Linked DNA regions of Zea mays: region 1 is linked to region 2. A link is a contact called in public Hi-C data. All regions are on one chromosome and are shown on one strand. The core of a region is the stretch at or near the end of the contact, and the rest is flanking DNA. Distances in the headings are between cores, read along the strand shown. Region 1 has its middle 6.3 kb from the start of LOC103641085. Region 2 holds the start of LOC103641084 (probable xyloglucan glycosyltransferase 3).

Region 1 (4,496 bases), core at 1,072-3,571, 110 kb before region 2:
TTCCGGTCCTGGCTCCAATCCAGTACCTTCTCTAGCCAAAAAAATTCCAAACCTATAGGCTAGAATCCTAGTGGGCTTAACCGAACATAAAAAAAAATTAGAAACCGGGATTTCTACCGGGGTCGGATTTCAACCTGGATTGCTCCACAATCCAGACCCAATCCGCCTAGTTGGGCACAACTGAACAGAGCCTAACTGGGTGCATGAACCAAAAAAACAATCAGTTAATATTAAAACCATATAAGGGTTGTATCATTAAAAGATAAAAGGGAAAACACACAATCATAAATTTTATAGTACTAATTTCTCCTATTTATGCGTTGGGAGAGGTCAACCTCTCGCCTTCGAGTTTTTTTCTAAGAAAAATAAATGAGCACGGTGGTAGAGGAGCAATAAAATTACTACTTCGATATTCCTACAATGGCATCAGCATCAATTTGGGACAGCTGGGAAGCAGAAGGGGAGTGAGTGAATGCATAAAGCGACTCATGGAAAAGGTGCCAAAGACAAGAGGACAAACGGTCTCCGTCATAGATGGAAGATCAGAGGGCCCTGATTAATGGTTCTATTAATTAGGTGGTGGATAGGATGACGGCCTACCACACATTACATACTAGCACACAGTTGCTGATAGATGTTCTTGGTGCTGTACTTGATGATTAGACTTCATATTAAGCCCTAACTAGATAATGTGGAGGGTGAGAGGCGCCACCAATATATAATGTATAGACTATGGCCAGCTGCGGACCTAGAATTTTTATTTAGGATGTGCCGAAACAATTTTTTTATATACACTTCTATCAAAATCTAATATATATCTATTTGCTTCTTCATATTTCAGCCATTAAAACTAAATACTGAATCAACAATTAACAAAACAAAAATCAGCAATAAAATATATATTGCATTATAGATTAACCATTATATATTTACACTCAAAGCTAACAGTTAAGCCGCTAGGCTTTACAATTCACAATAAAAACCTTGGGAATGGGGAATTGGGTATCAACATCCCCTTGACCGCCACAAGATGAGACATCGGGCGTGTGGCCGGCTGACCGCTGGAAGGTCCGACGCAGCCGCATAGGGATGGCTGGCTGGGCACGGTGACAACACATTTTGACGGCGCGCTAGGGCCCAGGAAGGCGGCGACTGTCGCTAAGGCCAGGGGCGACGATGGGCGCTAGGGTCCAGGGAGCGAGCTGTGGGGTGGCGTTGACTGTCTCCTGCTTGTTTGTGGCTCCATGCTCATGGAGGATTGGAGATTGAAGATGAAGCAACGAGTCTAATGCCCATGAAGTCTAGACTCTAGAACGGACGATTAGGGAGGGGTCTGGGTGGGCCTGCCTTAGGGTGTGTCGTGGTCCACCTGGACCCCCTTGGGTCCGCCCCTGACTATGGCCCATTTGTTTCGCCTTTAGCATTGTATTTTTTTCTAAAGTTAAGCTATTGAAGAAATAAACATGGCAACTAAAAATTAGTTGTGTTAAAGTTTAGCACCTTTTAGCACTTTAGATCCACTAAATATGTTAAACTGTGTTAAAAGTGGTCCTAACACCATTTCCCTCTCCTCCACCCATACACACCTTTCTCTCTCCAAGCACGGGCCACTAGCTTTTGCATAGCTAGTATCGTCACTCGTTTATTGCACACCGCATTATTAGAAGTAATATACTAAAGTTTAGTACTTGTATCCAAACAGTTCTCAAATGCTAAAGTTTAGTCCTATAGCCCTGCTTGGTTGGATTTTTTAGCTTCTGGCCACCAAAAGCTGTTGCAGACTGTCAAACGCTTTATCTTTTCAGCCTGCTTCTATAAAAATCGTTTTAATAAAAACTGTCCAAAATCAACATGAACACAAAATCGGTCAAGTCGTCACGATAGTAGAAATTCATCGCTTTCTAGATCCCGTAGCCTTTGTACCACTTCATCTTCCTCCGCATGTAGTCCACACTATACTGAGATTCTTTCCACAGCCAGATTTTCTCCATAGCCAGATTTTTTAGAAAAGTTGGTCAGAAAAAATCTGAACACAAACAGACTCATTGTGGGAACTTAGAGTAGTCACCGTTGAAGCCTAACTATTGCTAAAGTATTTAGGCGAGCCTAATTTACTATTCGTAAATACCTACAATTGCTTTGCTTTTAACTCTGAACGTGGAGAGTATGGAATAGGAGCAAAAAAGTGTAGATGGACATTGTGCTGCTCACCAATGGCTCTCTGAGGCCCTTAGAAATGTGGCCTGTAATAACACTGGTTGGGCACTCTTGGGCGCCGTTGAGTCTTGGGTTTAGATGGTCTGGCCCACTTACACGAAAGCACAGGCCAAATAGAAGGCTAACAAGGCGTGTCCACCTGTCCACCCGAGCCAGCCACCACCACGCCCTGCTGCCCTGCGTCCGACTTTTTTTTTAATTTTGTCTCATTATCGGAAAAAAAATTCACGTTTAAATCTTAAAAAAATTTAATGTCATTTTTGAACCCTCTCCTCGGCGCCATAGCCTATGGCACCGAGGTAACACATCTCGACGCCATAGCCTATGGCGCCAAGGTACATACTGCGCTGGCACAACCCAGACGACGTGGCGCTGACGTGGCACCAAGCTCGGCGTCAAGATCTATGACACTGAGCTTGAAAGTGTAATCACAAAGCTCGTCTAGCTTAGTCGGTAGAGCGCAAGGCTCTTAACCTTGAGGTTGAGGGTTTGAGCTCCATTGTGTGCGTTCAATACTTTTTGTCTTTGTCGCTGATTTGTTTTTTTCTTGTCAATTTTTTTTCGTTTATGCCGCTCCTTATATCTGCTCCTTTGATTACATTAATTTTTTTTTATTTTCTTGTAAAATCAGCTGAACACAATAGGAACCATCGCGAAATCCATGCGCGAATGAAAGCTGCAAGAAACAGCTCCCTTTATATATAGCTAGGGTTTGATCCGGTCAAATATTCATGTAGGAAAAACAAACTCCTCTCACACGAAACCAAAGTTGTCTACAGTGTCAATTAGGCGATTCCGTCATCTCGCTAATTACAAGTGATTTTAAACATTAAATAATATACTAAAAACTAAAGTACATCATATAAAATGTTAAAAATATTTATATCATAAACAAATGACTATGATAATCTTACATTAATGTACAATGATAAAATTTAATTAATATTAAAAAGTCTAATTTCGAATATATTAGATTATTGGAGTTTTAGAGTCCAAAATCAGTCAAAAAACAAAAAAAAATCTAGATGAGAAATAAATCTGGACGGACAAATCACCGACATAAATGAAAAATATGGACAACAAAAAAATGAAGTTACTGCTACTGGCACAAAATATTCTGATATAGCAGATACATCGCTGTATAGCATTGATAGCAAGAAGAAGCTCTTACTAAAAACAAAAATAAAAAGCTATGGCTCACGAAGTGATGCACACCTGCAATCTCACAATGCCATTGAAAAAGGATCTCATTTCCCGACGGCCAGAAACATCAACACTGCAAATGATTAAAGGACCAATTCACACCAATATACAATTGTGTGAGCATACGTGTCAAAAACATTCCAGCGTCAGCTAGGCATTTGACTCTGGTATTCGAGGGAAACAATCTATGGAATTCATCACAGTGAAGTATGGTAGAAACACCACCGACAGAGCATCCAGTAAGAAGGGCCTGGTATACGATAAATTGCATCAGGGACATGAAAATGACCTCTGAAAAGCTAAAGAAAAATGAGTAACAGAAGAGTAGGAGAAATTAAGTGTAAATACCTGATTAGCATAACGCATTCCTTGGGCCATTAGGTCATCCATAGCGGCCTGCCAAATGCGTTGACCTCAGAAATAAAGGCCTGCAGCCTAAAGAAAAAGAAGGAAATCAGACAGTGAATTGTTGTGGTTCAGTAAACAAAACAAAGCAACGCACATTTAGTTTGTGTCCTGAACTAATAAGGAAACAAAAAATTAGTGACAAAAATAAAAAATATTGAACACCCACGATGGGGCTCGAACCCACAACTTCATGGTTAAAAGTCTTGCACTCTACCGACTAAGCTAGACAAACTTTATCGTTAGACATCCGACCTCGGCGCCATATATCTTGGCGCCGAGCTTGGTGACACGTCGGCGCCACGTCGTCCGGGTTGTGCCAGCGCAGCACGTACCTCGGCGCTATAGTCTTTGCACTCTACCGACTGAGCTAGACAAACTTTATCGTTAGACATCCGAGCTCGGCGCCATATATCTTGGCGCCGAGCTTGGTGCCACGTCGTCCGGGTTGTGCCAGCGCAGCACGTACCTCGGCGCCATAGCCTATGGCGCCGAGATGTGTTACCTCGGCGCCATAGACTATGGCGCCGAGCAGAGGGTCCAAAAATGACATTAAATTTTTTTAGGGTCCAAACGTGAATTTTTTTTCCGAGAAAAGGACAAAATACAAAAAATTCGGCCCCTGCGCCCATGTCCCAAGCCGACAGATTGAGCTGCCCGTCACACCCACC
Region 2 (4,598 bases), core at 1,354-3,853:
ACTGACTAAGAGTTCATCATGACTCTTTACGTCCCAACGGACTTGGAGGTCTCCTTCTACTCTTCAATACCAATTACTTGCTCAAACCGCGAGAACTCAGTAACGCGTTGCAATTCTCTAGACGTTATTCCCCGAACAACGACCTAGCCAGATCATTCACTACCATAATTTGGCTATTTGTCGAGTGCCAAATGATTTAACGAATGTTTTCTTTCGAACACTCAGCAAAAAAGCTCTTTGTCAAGTGCCAAACAAAAAAACTCTTGATAAAAAAAACACTCGGCAAAAAAACTAGGCAAAGAGTTTTTTTGCCGAGAGTTTTTTTAACACTTGGCAAAGAGCTTCTTTGCCGAGTGTTTTAATTTAGGCACTAGGCAAATAGACTCTTTGCCGAGTGTTTTTTTTCAACACTAGTCAAAGACAATTTAAAAATCACATTTTAAAACAGTAAATTAATTCAAATGAAAAAGGTTTTAACTACAAATTTATATAATTAATCAAGATGTACAATTTATATTTTGATCATATCTTTATATGACAAAATAAAAGTAAATTTGTTCATAAAACCTATTTCTCTCTCGTAATTTATGAAACTACGAGAGATATATAAGATTTGTCAATAATATTAGAATCATCATGTGAGATGAACAAATGACAAAACAACCAAAATAAACTTTGTAGATCTTGAAAAGTTATAGAATTTTGTAGTTGGCAACATTTTCATTTGAAGTCATCTTGTCAATGAAAACTACGTCTGAATTTAAAAAAAATTAAAATTTGAATTTTGAAAACGATCTTGAATGGAAAAACCACCAATAGAAAAATTGTAGGTCTTAAAAAGTTATGAAACTTTGTAGTTGACAATGTTTTGGTTTGAATTGTACATAAAAATTTTGTTGTGGTACACCCTATATAAAATTCCTAGATCCGCCACTAGATCGAGTCATACTTATTTGTAATTGTTAGAGGTATTGACATGGATTCAACTATGCTAGTGCGGGGCGTGGCAACGATGGCAGGCAAATATAGGGGTTGGGCGTTGCGCGTGGACTGGCATGGGAGGAGGCTCGAGTAGGGGCAATGCGAACATGACGGTGGCAACCCTAAACATTACAGGCGCACGATGGTGGGCAGGAGGCTATGACCCTGTTTGGCACAGCTTATTTTCAGTTTCTTCACAAATTTAAGCAGAAGTTCTGTCAAACAGTTAGCTTCTGCATCAGCTTATCAGTTCAGCTGTTTCTCAGAATACACTAAAGACAGCCAACAAGCAGAAGCTACTTTTCACCAACTTATTAGATAAGCTGCTTTTTTAACAAGCAGAAGCTGTGTCAAACAGGGCCTATGGCATCGGTAGGGAGAGACGGGCGGGTGTGTGCAGGTCGGCACGAGCGGCAGCAGCAATATCAAGAGAGCAGCGGCGACAACATGGAGATGAGAGCGAAAGGACGGGCACAACTTTTATATCCGGCTTATTTTTTGTGGCTACAAACAAATGATCGAAAATAAGATCTTATTTTTTTTTTGGCTATGAGCTAGCCACCGAAAATAAAAAAAAGTTTATTTTCGACGATTCTAATTATGTTATTGTTTAGGCTAAATGCGGACCATCAAAAATATGTTTTTATTTACAGCTTACCTTTAGCCACTAAAAATAATTAATTTTCAGCTGTCTCCTTAGATGCCACCAAAAATTATTACGGATGCCGAATTTTTTTTGATTTTTTGATTCTGTCTAGGGTTAGTCCATCTCACTGAGAGCTTTAGAGCTAAAAAATAAGCTCAATGCTCTAAAACTTTTAAAGCATTTGTTTGCAGAGACCGGTCGATTCCGGTCGGTACCGCAGCTTGCTGTGAGAGCCTAACGGTTAATTCACACTAATTAGCATATGATGCATTTTGTAGCTCATAGTACAGAGATTAGCAGTAGTAATATACTACTCCAATACTTATTATTTGACTAGATATGTGATCGTGCGTTGCCACGAAGCGGGAGAACTGCCTCTAGACTATAAATATAATTTTTGTTTATTTATAAACATTAAGATATGTGTGGTTTAATAGTTAGCCCCAAATTTCTAAAACAGAAGAGGGCTGTGGGTTCAAAGGGCTTGTTTTGCACTATTTTTGCGGATGCTAGACATGGGAAATATGAAGTCGTGATAGCAACAGCTGTCCGCGTTAGGTTATAATAGAGACGTAAGCGAGAGAGGCTCGATCCCTCTCCAAACGCAACGGGCTTGCGGCCCGTGGTTCATTAAAAGACCCCACATGGCATGGGCTCGATCGACGAACACCGTGCTGGCAAATGGCAGATTCCTGGCTCGATCCCCCGCCAACAAGTCAAGGCAGCATGCAACACCTCTAACATGAATTTAATGCACAAATCAGGTCAAACCTTGCAGCCTCTACTATGCTACTGCAACTAAAAAAATAAAGCAATGTGCTCTTTTTTTCAATTTTCCTCTATTTTTAATCATTTTCTTCTAGAAAATAGAAATTGGCACTGTAGGCAGTACCGCAGTAGCCACCACTGGTAGTGTTTTCTGAACTAGCTATTGCACTTGCACTGCAGTTCTCTCTCTATAAAACCCTCCTAGTGGACGCCATGAGGCTTTACTCTAGAGTCTCTAGTGCATGGAGCATGTAGTACAGAAGTAGCAACCAGCCAAGCTACTCTCCACGGAAGCTCTACTATCATCAAGCTCAACCAGCTAGCCACTGTGTGTGAGCTCATTTCTAGACACGTACCACAGTGTGTGCTATTGTGACGCAGTGGATGCGTGCTAGAAAGTCCGTGTGTGGCTGTGTGTGCATTGCTTCGACCGAGGCAGTACTGGTCATACCGTACCTTTCTTGGATCTGAAGCTCAGAAGAAGCTAGGGTTCTCTCATCAGGTTACAAGGTATGTACTGCATGATCTGATACCACCCTTCACTCACTTAGCTTATCGGAGATCGAGTTCATAATTGCTACGATGATGTTTGCAGGCTAATTAACCTGAGGTAAGAAACTGAAGATCTAGACATCAGCAGCTGGTGCAGCTAGTAGCAGCAAGCAGCCAGGCACCGTCACTTCACTAGCACAGCCTAAGAACTTCGAAAGGCCAGCCAGGGCAGGCTGTGTTGTTGTCGGGAGCAGCACCAATAAACGGTTGCGCCTCCGATCGAGAGCCCACACACTGATCGGGAGATCGGCCGCTACGGCGCTATACCTCTAACTGCCGGGCGCGAACTACGTGCATCCATGGCGCCGCCGAGCTCGTGGTGGGGCGGCGAGGACCAGGACGGCACGCCGGTGGTGGTGAAGATGGACAACCCCTACTCCCTGGTGGAGATCGACGGGCTCGGCGTGCCGCCCGCCGACAAGGCCCGGGGCAAGAACGCAAAGCAGTTCACGTGGGTGCTGCTGCTGCGCGCGCACCGCGCCGTGGGCTGCGTGGCCTGGCTCGCGGGAGGGTTCTGGGGCGTCCTGGGCGCCGTGAACCGGCGCGTGCGCCGCAGCCGCGACGCGGACGACGAGCCGGACGCCGAGGCCTCGGGCCGCGGCCGCGCCATGCTGCGGTTTCTGCGCGCGTTCCTGCTGCTCTCCCTCGCCATGCTGGCCTTCGAGACCGTGGCCCACCTTAAGGGCTGGCAGTTCCCGCAGCACCTGCCGGGGAACCTACAGGAGCTGGAGGAGCAGCTGCAGCACCTCCCCGAGCACCTGCGGCACCTCCCCGAGAACCTGCGCCAGCTGCCGGACCACCTCCGCATGCCGGAGCGGCAGGAGATCCAGGGCTGGCTGCACCGGGCGTACGTGGCCTGGCTGGAGTTCCGCGTCGACTACATCGCCTGGGCCATCCAGAAGCTGTCCAGCTTCTGCATCCTGCTCTTCATGGTGCAGTCCGTGGACCGGATCGTGCAGTGCCTCGCGTGCTTCTGGATCAAGATCCGCGGCATCAAGCCGCGTGTCCCCGCGTCCGGCGGCAAGCCCCGTGGAACTACTGGAAGGAAGAGCGCGGATGCCGAGAACGGTTTCGCCGATGGCGACGCCGACGGCTACTTCCCCATGGTGCTCGTCCAGATGCCCATGTGCAACGAGAAAGAGGTCAGTAGCTAGTAGCACAAGAAAACTCACAGTTCGATACACCAGTCGATCGGTGCTTCTTACGACGTGACATGAAGGAGGGACGGATGAATCAAACATGTTATGCATGCAGGTGTACGAGACGTCCATCTCGCACGTGTGCCAGATCGACTGGCCGCGGGATCGGCTTCTGATCCAGGTGCTGGACGACTCGGACGACGAGGTGTGCCGGATGCTGATCAAGGCGGAGGTGACCAAGTGGAGCCAGCGCGGCGTCAACGTCATCTACCGCCACCGCCTCTCGCGCACAGGCTACAAGGCCGGCAACCTCAAGTCCGCCATGGCCTGCGACTACGTCAAGGACTACGAGTTCGTCGCCATCTTCGACGCCGACTTCCAGCCCAACCCGGACTTCCTCAAGCTCACCGTGCCACACTTCAAGGTGAGACGTATTCTACAGACTACACTAGAACTTTATAGCTCATCAGTCATCACATTCACATCCACATCTCAACGTCGTCGGCGCAAGT

What was found. A called contact is a pair of places that touch in the nucleus more often than the background predicts.
Region 1: a Hi-C map of leaf shows a contact between it and region 2, with 8 times the contacts expected there. The contact joins the enhancer-like site here to the promoter of LOC103641084 in region 2. A contact is called at or near these places in 6 of 25 Hi-C or Micro-C datasets (bundle sheath, ear, endosperm and 2 more).

Annotation. Positions count from the first base shown.
Region 1 is chr10:53,701,781-53,706,276 of Zm-B73-REFERENCE-NAM-5.0, reverse strand. No RefSeq gene overlaps it. Among protein-coding and RNA genes, the nearest start is that of LOC103641085, 6.3 kb to the right of the region's middle. Within about 2 kb of position 2,321, at least 11 of the 20 cell types and tissues checked have an H3K27ac peak or open chromatin away from gene starts, as enhancers often do. A contact at or near this core is called in ear, endosperm, leaf and 1 more, where this site is marked.
Region 2 is chr10:53,595,268-53,599,865 of Zm-B73-REFERENCE-NAM-5.0, reverse strand. LOC103641084 (probable xyloglucan glycosyltransferase 3) reads left to right here and starts at 2,603. Exons shown (of 6, transcript XM_008664469.4): 1 at 2,603-2,905; 2 at 2,991-4,089; 3 at 4,202-4,510. The coding sequence starts at 3,247.